Linked DNA regions of Hordeum vulgare: region 1 is linked to region 2. Evidence: chromatin contacts called from public Hi-C data. All regions are on one chromosome and are shown on one strand. The core of a region is the stretch at or near the end of the contact, and the rest is flanking DNA. Distances in the headings are between cores, read along the strand shown.

Region 1 (5,266 bases), core at 833-3,332, 220 kb before region 2:
AAAATGAAAGGCAAAGTATTTAAAAAAAAATCTAGTAAGGACACCATAACGGAAACATGATGCACAGGTTTACCTTGTCATCTTGCTGTAAATGCTGTATATGCTCTTGTGCCTCCCTGATATGGAACGATAGGATAGTCCTCTCACCTGAAGGGCCTGTTCCAATCGCCTTATTGCAGCTGCAATCATATCTCTGTTGTAAAACTGATGAAGGTTGGATGACAGTTCCTCGTACTGCTCCGGATAAAGGTGCTTGAAGCACAGATTTTCAAGCTGCTCCTTCCAGTTCAAGATGCCCAATTGATTCGCCAATGGAGCAAATATCTCCAGTGTTTCCTTTGCAAAGCACTGCTGTTTGATCTTGGGCAATGAGTCCAACGTCCTCATATTGTGTAGTCTATCAGCAAGTTTGATAAGCACTGCTCTCGCATCTTCCATCGCAAGGAAGACCGTACGTAATCTGTCAGCTTCATCAATTCTGCTTGCTGTATCATTTCTACGAGCCAGTTTGCTCAAATGGCTTAGGTTAGAAACCTGTCAAATATTCAACACAGCTAGTCATTCCACAATGGCCTCAAGCGGCCAACCACCCTTGTTGTAAAAAATGGTGAAGCGCCCTAACATATAGCAGGTGTAACATTGATTAAGATGACGGAGAACACGTTGCAGAACAAACGATGGCATTTTCCCAAGTTCCAGATAATAAATGTGATATCACGAAAGAACACAAACACAAAATCACCAAAAAGCGTGTCTGATTTGATCTGGTAAACAACCGGGAAGAAATTCTACAATATACTACGGCACAAGTCAATCCTAGGAGATGCCTACTGCCTAATTTAATACAGAGGTGATGTTAACTTAATACTACCTTAGATAAACATAAGATTTATTTTTTTGGTCTAGAAGCTCTATCAATAACGTAACAACATGATCCGTCAGTCACAATCGTAAATAAATTATTTTACCAAGGTAGCCAAACTAGCAACATCCACTTCTCGATATGACGAAAAAGACAACACCAAGAAAGCTGAAAATAAAAGAAGAGGGGCCCACGCAGAGACATAACCATATAACTAATCAGTTGTGACTATGACCTGATCCTTCTCCTAGAAAACTATGGCCTGATCCTGGACACCGGCACAGATTAAGTCATGCTCAGAAAATTATCTGCGTATGCCGGTACGAATAATCTACCAGTGAAGAAGCTCTGGATTGCTGCATTATCCTTTACCAGTATGGTGGAAACGGTGTAGCAGCAATGGCGCCTTACTTCGGTTCGTTTCAGAAAATAATACTACCACACTAAGTGAGTTTTAACAGAGAGAAACAGTTCTACTAAATAGTTACAGTACATATCAGTGAGCCTGCTCGTCACATCCTAATGTCAGTTAGTGAGTGGAGAGATCCGAATTCTCACCCCCTTCACGAGGTCCGCAACGCCGGCACCGAATTGCTCGGAGATGTAGCCGTAATCCAGGCCCGCGTCGTCGACCGTGTCGTGCAGCAGCCCCGCCGCGATAACCGGAGGCCCTGCGCCGAGCTCCGCGAGCAGCGCCGCCGTCTCCACGCAGTGCTGCAGGTAAGGGTCGCCGCTCGCGCGCACCTGCAGAAACCACCAAAACGCCCGGCCGTCACTTCAGTTCAGACGCCCGACAAGCCACGCGGAAACAATGAGCAGGCAGAGAGCGAGAGGGGCACCTGGCCGCGGTGGGCCGCCTCGGCCGCGTAGTAGGCCCTCCTCACGAGCTCCTCGCGGAAGATGGCGTGCCGCGACTGCGCGCCGGCGAGCAGGGCGGCCGCGGCGGCGGAAGCGGCGGGGCCGGCTTCCTCGCGCCCCGCCACGGCGGCGCGGGCCCGCCTCGCGGACGGCGGGCTTCGGCAGGGAGCACGGGGGGGCTCCCCTTGGTCGGAGGCGCGCGCGAAGGAGAGGGATGGCGGGGTCAGGCACCGGGTCGCCCGCAGCTCGCCGGCGGAGGCCTGGGCGCCGCGGGGGAGGAGCTCGAGCGCGGCGGGGGGCTGCGGCGCCGAGAGGCGATGGTGGGGGCGGCACTTGACGGAGCGGGCGACCGCCGCCGGCATGGCTGCTGGTTGGCTTGGCGAGCTGGGGTTCGGCGGGGGGGACGGGGAAGAGGGGAAGGGAGTGGGGAGGTGGAGAGAAAGAGACGTGGAAGGGAGCTCTAGTTGGGACGTTGGGCTCTTCGCGCGTGCTGCCGTGGTTATGAATAGTAGCCTCGCCGTCGGAGGATGGGTGGTCGTTTATATGTTTTACACCCTCGAGTTGCCAAACTATCGTTTGGGTTGGCATGCTAATTTTTGAATGACCAAGTAAGCCCATGGAAACCATGAAGACCCTGGAAACCACATGCGACAATCTAAATATATATACTCCCTCCATCCTATAATTAATATAAAATATTTTTGCAAGCTGTTTTAGCTTGCAAAAACATCTTATGATGTGGGGCAGAGCGAGTAGTATATTAGACACGTAATATTTTTAAAGATGCGAGTAGTATTCATTTACTCTTGCTTTGAAGCTCCATCCAACCAAATTATCTAACCATGATTAACTCGTCCTTACATCTCAGGACAAGCGACTCTAAAGCCCTAACAGGTGCCATGGACTTCAACCCTCTCGCCACCACCTGAGTGCGTCGTCACGCAAAAATCATGTGGCAACGGCGACGGCGGGAAGGATCTGTCAAGGAGGAGTTCATGCGGCATGGGTGGTGAGTTGAGGATGGGTGGTCGTTTATGTTTTACACCCTCGAGTTGCCAAACTATCGTGTGGGTTGGCATGCTAATTTTTGAATGACCAAGTAAGCCCATGGAAACCATGTTACCATGAAAATCCTTGGAAACCACATGCGACAATCTAAAAATATATACTCCCTCCGTCTCGTAGTTAATATATAATGTTTTTGCAAGCTGTTTTAGCTTAAAAAACATCTTATGATGTGGGACATAGCGAGTAGTATATTAGACAGGTAATGTTTTTTAAAGATGTGATATTTATAGTTCAAACTAGTATTCATTTACTCTTGCTTTGGGGCTCCACCGAACCTAATTACCTGACCATGATTAACTCGTCCTTACATCTCGGGACAAGTGACTCTAAAGCCCTAACACGTGCCATGGACTTCAACCCTCTCACCACCGCCTGAGTGCGTCATCAGGCAAAACCCATGTGGCAACGGCAACGGCGGGAAGGATCTGTCAAGGAGGAGTTCATGCGGCGGGGGTGGTCAGTTGAGGCACGTTAGGCGGGTGGCGGCAGTGAACGTGCGGCTCGACAGAAGCAGTTTATGAATGGGCACGTTGGGATCGTAGATGGCGGTTGGCTCAACCTCAGGCTTGACCTTAGGGTACAACGGCGTAGGTCTGGGTTTACAAGGGTTTTAGGGAGTTTCTATGTGTTGATCAAGGCGAGGGGGTGATGTTGCCCCAGTTTTGGAATAATGTCCTCCCCACCCTATCCCCATTTCATGGTGCACTTAGTGTCAATGATGGGCATGTGAAGGTGTGTCTTCGACGAATCTTCCAGTATCTGGTCAGCTTTTGTTGCAGGTGGATCAGATTGATGTTCATGGTCATTGGCATATCCATACTTTTCTGTCATTTTTTGTAAGGGCAAGTACAACGGTTGATAAATTGCTCCTCTTGCGAAACCAAAGAAGAGGCGCCGACGGCTTTATATCTAGTGGGTATTGCTCCCTTTCCTCTCTAACTGCCATCTTGGTGCCATGAGGGGGAGGGGAGCCATGGTTTCTCGGTAAGGCGTGTAGTAGTCCTAGGTTTTCTTAGTTTTTTTGAGTTTCCTCTATCGGTATGGTGGGACTGATGCCGATGGTGCTCTTAGGAATAATGGTCTTCCAGTCGGTGCTCTTGCTTATCGGAGGTGTTGTTGGCGCGTATGAGAGGCTTGTGGACTCTAAGTTGTTTGAGCGGCTTTCGGCATTGCGCCTTAGCATGATGGAGGTGATGGGTTGCTCCTAGAGTGTGGCGGTGATGACTGCTCAAAATTTACAAAAAACGGTGGAGGATATGGTCGCTTGCTCAAGGACGTGTTGGCATTGGCCCCGGTTCCAACTTTGAAGAGGCTGAGAGGGCTCCTCCCATCCTTCGATCAATGTTTATTATCGAGCTAGATACAAACTTCTGGGGTTGCTGGCTATCGTGAGTCGTTAACGCCTCCTGGCTAGGGATTTCTTTAGCGTCAAGATGTGGAGCAACTTTTGATGCTCTTCTTCTCCAATGACGGCTAAGATCGTGGGTACTTGTTAGTTATGGTGAAGACGGCATGCAACAGTACAGCTGCTTGTACCTTCCTAGTTTTCTGTTGCTTGTATGTATTTTATCTTTTACTACCATGAATACAGATAATGTATGCCTACAGGTGTACATCTTCAAGGGGAAAAAAGTACTACAGTGATAAGACATTCTTATTTTAAACCTGTCATTTAATCTATAGAAAATTAGTGCAATGAGTTATCTCATAGTCTTACTTTTAATAATTGTATATTCCTGAAGGAGATATATTGTTGTTTTTCTTTTTCTAGGCGTGAGAGATATTGTTGCTAAGGGACCATCTCGTAACAAAGAAAAATGCAAGCTTTTTTATGGTTTATTTCTTTCCTATTATAGCATTTATCCTATGTAACACTTCTAAAGAAAAAATCTGTCTATAGTCCATACAGTTCTTCTGAATTCCTTCACCCAAAAAACCGACGCACGTTCCTTTTGTCACATACGACGGGAGGAATTATATGCATCAACGTGAGGGTGGCTCGTGCTTAAACGTGCCACTTCCTCCGTGTCACATACGACGGGGCACACGCCTGTCAAACGGACGGACGGAGGGTTCCTTGTGCGTGTGGACGAGGGATCGCTTGCCGGCTGGGCAAAGGCACGGACAAACAGCTTATGTGGTTCTTCTACTCACCGTGTCACGGCGCCAATGTTTCTTTCGATTGATGGCAACGGCCGGACAAAATCAATCATCAACCAACTGGAGAAAATCAACCATCAACCAACTGAAACTGATGGAAGCTTGAGAAAATGACAGAGGTTCGCAGACAAAGAAGGGCAACGCCTGGTTGCTAACGTGGTAGCAGAGGGCACGGGAGTCAGTTGTGCACAACAGATTTCAGGCAACGTGCGTCGGCAAACAAGCAAATTACAGGAGCGGCAAATGACCCAAGGCGTATCAACATGGTAAGGCGATAGGATGCAATGCACACAAGCACATTCACAAAATAGTTGCACC
Region 2 (5,809 bases), core at 948-3,447:
GTCTTCGTGCGCGTAGGTAAATTTTTGTTTCCCATGCGACGTTCCCCATCAAAAGCCTACCCATATCAGCACATCTCGAGAATGTGCCAATTTCTCTATGCGTCTCTCGTGTAATGAAGCTTTCCCAGTCCCATGTTGCATGCCTCTTGATGATATGCGGCCTTCCCTTCACTCATTAATGCATAACTCTAATCCATGGGAGAAGCTACAACCAAGCGATCAAACCCTGTGGGGTTGTTCGGGTGACAACGCGCTAAGACTTGACACAACATATGAGATGCGGACGGACGAAACTCCTCCCGAATGAGATGCAACATTGATAAAGTTATTATTCTTTTCTCCACCTGATATCCAAGTTAATGTCGCTATCATTGTTGCTGCCTAGTCTTGTTATTCTTGAGCATTGTCCACAAAGTCTAAGCTCAGACATCAATGGTTGATCTTGAAGCGATCCTAAACCTTCACACACTTTCTCAAGGGAATATCCACAAGCTTGGAAGCTCCCGAACGATTCCAATTGTTTATGAGTCGCCACAACTCCACGAGTAATACACATAATGAAGAATTTGAAGTGTTGTGTCTCCATTCCATTTCTCAGATGAAAGAATACAACTTTGGGGTGAATATATAATAACCAACATGCTAGCTCATTGGGAGAATAGTCATGCACATATCCCCTTCATAAAAAAGATCATGTTACCTTGTTTGTGTGACCCATCCGGGGCCTCTAGAGTCTAGAATACATATGGACTTTTAGGCGTGAAGTGTTTCGATTGGTCTCGAAGCTTTATTTCCGGTGAGATCACTGACCCCGAGACTCACTCCAATTAGTGCCTCTCAATAACTTCTGGGCTACCCACACAAAACGACAACAACATATATGACAAACCTTTTGGTGGTTTCTCTCGCGGATCTGGAGTGTCTTTAAGATTCGGTCGAGCATTGATTCTCAGAGTCACGAGTATTAATAGTACGACCTTCTTATGACATAACGTAATGACTTTCACGAAGACTACCCGCAATATTGTCGCACACGAGGTTATTGAGAGAATATTTTTTTACATGACACATATCAAAAATTCCGACAAGAGAAATGTTATGCTAGAACCGTTACGTGTTAATGAATGCTTGTGTAAGGGACACTCCTATTGATTTCTTTTGAGGAAGCCTATTGATTTATTTTAACACTCATGTGAGACACCAAATGACTAGGAAAGAAGAAACATGCCACATGAAACGGGTACCAACAAATAAACTCATAGAAGGAAACCACTTATATGTACCTACAATACATCATGAATACTCTAAAAATACACATTCCACATGATGTCTCCAATGCGTCATATTAAAACATCTCCAACAGTCTTTGTATATTTGCACTCACTTGCTATTTTACAAATCTTTGTCAAAAAACCTTCTTCAATAGCCTTTGTGTAAGTGGTCCTCCACCAATTATTTTTACAAAACTTGCTATATTTGTACCCACACTTTGCATATTTGCCAAGCCAAAGGCCACTTTATATTTTTTTTATCAAGTCTCCTAAAGCCTCACTTTGTCTCAATGACAGGTGGGTCCGTGTATCAGTGTGTGTATGCTGTCGTACGTTGCGTGCATGTGTGCGTGTGTGTACGTGTACGTATTTCTTTGTGTACGTGTACGCTTGTGTGCTGCATGTGCACGTGTTTTTTGTGTACGTGTACGTGCGTGCGTGTGCTGCATGTGTACGTGTGTCTATGACAAACTATCCCCACATGTCATTGTGTGTTTTGTGCAAATATAGCAATTCAATATATACAAAGGCTACCAAAGAAAAAAAACATGTTAGCTTTGTAAACCTTCTCTCTCTTTTTGCTATAACAAATTTTTAGCAATCAAATATACAAAGGCCATTGAAGATGTTCTTAAAAATAAAATAAAATTTTAAACATAAAACATCAATCTAGAAATAAAGGAAAAAAATGAAAGAGAAACCAAAACCCCCCACAACGACTAAACCCAAAAGCAGCCCATAAACCCATAAATCCGGCAGGGAAACCCAAAAACAGGGAGAAGAAAAACCACCCACGCCCGTCTCACAACTCCGAAACAAGGAAGGAAGGAAGGAAGGAAGGAGCAAAGCAAACCCTCCCGTCGTCCCCCCTTGCGCCGTTATATTAACCCCCCACCTCCGCCTCCGCCCCCCTCTCTTTCCCCCCGTCTCCGCCCCCTCCACCCAGATTCCTCCGCGCCTCCATGGACGACCTCGAGCAGGCCATCCTGCTCGCCTCCGACTCCCCCGCCGCGGCCTCCGCCTCCCCGGCCGTCCGCGAGGAGGCGCTCGCCTTCTGCGCCCGCGCCCGCGACGAGTCCCCGCCCTCCTCGCTCCTCCGCCTCTGCCTCTCCGGCCTCGCCTCCTCGCCCCACGCGCACGTCCACTTCTGGTGCCTCCAGTCCCTCCACGACGCGCTCATCCGCCGCCGCATCGCCCTCCCCGACGACCTCGCCCTCCTCCGCTCCTCCCTCCTCTCCCTCGCCTCCGCCTCCAACGCCGCCTCCCCGCCCTTCCTCCGCAACAAGCTCGCCCAGCTCGTCGCCCTCCTCGTCCGCCTCGATTACCCGCATGTCTACCCCTCCTACTTCCTCGACCTCCTCCCGCCCTCGCCGCCGCAGCCGGGCCCCACCGACATGTTCGCCCGCGTCCTCATCTCCCTCGACGATGACCTGCTCTCCCAGGACTACCCTCGCAACGCCGACGAGACCGCCGACGCCTGCAGGGTCAAGGACGCCATGCGAGCGCAGTGCGTGCCCCAGATCGCCCGCCACTGGCACGACGCTGCCGCCACTCTTGGTGCGGTCGACCCTCCCACTGCCGCCGTAGCCCTTGATGCGGCGCGCAGGTGCATCTCCTGGATCGATGTTGCGCTGGTCGCCAATGATGTCTTTGTTCCTCTTCTGTTTGACATTGCCCTGTCCCCTGCAAGTGCTGCCCCTCTTGCTGCAGCGGCGGTGGGGTGTCTCTCTGCAGTGGCTGCAAAGAGGATGGATGCAAGGGCCAAGGTGGCGTTGCTCAGGTCACTCCTCTCTGCACAGCAGGGGCTTGGTAGCCCAGACAGTGGGTTAAAGATGGCATCTTTGGTGACTACTTATGCCGTGGAGGCTCTTGCGTGTTATCGCAAGCTTGGCCCTAGCGACTCCGATGGAGCCGCGGCTTTGGAAATGCTCGAAGAGGTGCTACCGGCTGTATTTTCGGCGGCAGAGAGCTGCTATGAGGAGGATGTTGATTCTGGTTCCGTGCTCGAGTTCTTAGCTGGCTATGTCAGTACGATGAAGGCCCCATCTGAGAAGCAGCTGGGGCACTTGGGACGGATCTTAGAGGTGGTGCGGCAGCAAATGACGTATGATCCAGTTTACAGGGGGCATCTTGATGTGCTCGACAAGATCGGGAAGGAGGAGGAGGACATGATGTCGGAGCAACGGAAGGATTTAGTGGCATTGTTCCGGAACATTTGTCGGGTAGCGCCAGCTGCCACGCAGCAGTTCATAAAGGGGTTGATTGTGTCAGCGCTCCAATCTGCAGAAGCTACCGTCGAGGATGTTGAGGTCACTCTTACTCTGTTGTACCGGCTCGGGGAAGCAGTCAGTGAGGAAGAGATCCGTACTGGATCTGGGCTGCTCGGGGAGCTTGTGCCCATGCTCCTTTCTGCGAGATTCTCGTGCCACTCACACCGCTTAGTTGCATTGGTGTATCTTGAGACAGTTACACGCTACATCAAGTTCATGCAAGAGAATGTACAGTATGTGCCACACCTTCTTGCCGCGTTCTTGGACGAGCGTGGCATACACCATCAGAATTCCCATGTGAGCCGCCGTGCGGGATACTTGTTCATGAAAGCTGTCAAGTTGTTGAAGGCAAAGCTAGTGCCTTACTTGGATACCATTTTGCAGGTATTTCCTTGTTCGTCTTTTTAGATGTACACACCATCTAGTTTATTGTGCTAGATCTGAGGCTGTTTTCTTTGTGAGTTAGAGCTTGGAAGATGTCCTAGGACAATTCACTTCTATGGACTGGGCAAATAAAGAGGCAAAGCTCTCCAGCTCAGAGGATGGGAGCCAAATTTTTGAGGTGCCCTGTCCATCTGTCTTTATAGCCTAACTTGGCTTGCACCTAGCTGTTTATGTTCTTTAATTGGGAACTTGGACCAATGGCATATTTTCTTATTTCAGGCTGTTGGGTTGTTGATTGGTATTGAAGAGGTATCACCAGAGAAGCAGGTTCAGTGCTTGACAGCTTTGCTGCATCCTCTCTGTCATCAGGTGATTGTTTCCCTTCTGCCCAATATGATAGCTCTAGTTCTCTAGGAGAGAGGAAACTTACTGTTTTAAGTGAAAATCAATTCCAGATCGAGTCGCTTGTAGTGGGTGCCAAAGCACAAGGACTCGAAGAATCATCTCCGAGAGTGACGAGTCTTCTACAGATTGTTGTTGCATTGAATATGGTTACCAAGGTATGCTTTACACTTGCACCTAAGAAGAAATGATCAATAGCACATCCTGTATTCTGGGGGGTAGTATACTGGCCCATGTCTGGTATTTTTTTTCCGTGTTCTGGTCATTTCTTCTAATATAGTTCTGATTTACTCTTGTGTAAATTTCTAGTTCTGTACATGTGTATCACATCCTTACTTAATTCGGTCACTGTCTTCTCTAGGGCTTTAATGAACGCCTCGTGATGGTAACTAGGCCAACAATTGGTGTCATGTTAAAAAAGGTAAATTCTGTCATTCTTTACTTCCATGTTTTCACTTAATCTTTTGCGTGGTGATGTTTGCTTGTTGTTAAGTAGCATATGCAAGTGGCCGATGAAGAGGACATTTGCAAAGTCCTTGATTACTCTGCATCAATAAGCACAACATATCCATGGTCTTTGTTTTACTATTCTTCTGATGCGATATTTCCTTACCACTTTGTCTTCAGACCCTTGATGTTGTTCTACAACTCCTTGTTTCATTTCCTAATGTGAGGTCCCTGCGATCAAAGGTAAATCTGAACCTGTTTCTTTAAGATCTTCCTTAGTTCACCGTTTGGATGATTAACCATTTCAAACTTATGCAAATGTAGGTCATATCCTTTCTGCACCGCATGATTGAGATATTAGGAATCTCGGTGCTTCCATGTATTCCGATCGCACTAAGACAATTGCTGGTTCATAATGAGGTATTCGTTTTTGCTTAGTTAATTTGAATTTACTCTTCTTGGTGCTTTTGCTTTGTTGTCCTTGTTGATCTCTAGTACCTGCAGCGTTTAGATTTCTTTTCTCAGTAACACTTCCTTGTGCAGTATTTATTGGAGTAAAAGGGTAGTAGAAGGATCCTACTTTATATATGCAAAAAATAATACAAAAAACATTCTAAGTATATTCCTCTGGACCAAGGCAGGAGCGGCTGGTCTCCGCGTCATCATCCCCCAGACCTGGGATGTACACTAGCTATATGTTTTTCATTACCAGTAGTGTCCCTCCTAGGAGGATTGTAACATAAACTCTACCTTTCAATACAAAGAAACGCATGAATCTCACTGCGTTTTCTCGAAAAAAAAACAACGGACGACTGTAGGAAGAATTCATTCTGGTCCCAGAACTTATAAGAGATCTTGGTACTGAATATGCAATGTCCCTAAATAGACTTGTATGTATAGCCATTAAAGTCGTTCTCCTCGTTCCTCAAATGGATACAAAAACATTAAATACCTCGTCTCAGTTACTCTTTTTCTTGGATATACTTAGAATGGATTTCTTTCTGGTACCTGTCGAACTTCAAATTAGCTGTATAT

The links. Hi-C and Micro-C count contacts between places; a contact is called where the count stands out from the background.
Region 1: a contact with region 2 is called in a Hi-C map of leaf, with 3 times the contacts expected there. The contact joins the promoter of LOC123425703 here to the promoter of LOC123425342 in region 2. A contact is called at or near these places in 5 of 6 Hi-C or Micro-C datasets (leaf and seedling) and 1 of 1 datasets of contacts at active chromatin or transcription factors (embryo).

The regions. Positions count from the first base shown.
Region 1 is chr2H:102,491,803-102,497,068 of MorexV3_pseudomolecules_assembly, reverse strand. LOC123425703 (probable GTP diphosphokinase RSH3, chloroplastic) reads right to left here and starts at 2,082. Exons shown (of 6, transcript XM_045109416.1): 1 at 1,702-2,082; 2 at 1,421-1,606; 3 at 74-534. The coding sequence starts at 2,082.
Region 2 is chr2H:102,273,736-102,279,544 of MorexV3_pseudomolecules_assembly, reverse strand. It overlaps LOC123425342 (exportin-T), which reads left to right and starts at 2,197. Exons shown (of 15, transcript XM_045109025.1): 1 at 2,197-3,925; 2 at 4,008-4,103; 3 at 4,205-4,294; 4 at 4,381-4,485; 5 at 4,689-4,748; 6 at 4,955-5,017; 7 at 5,099-5,194. The coding sequence starts at 2,234.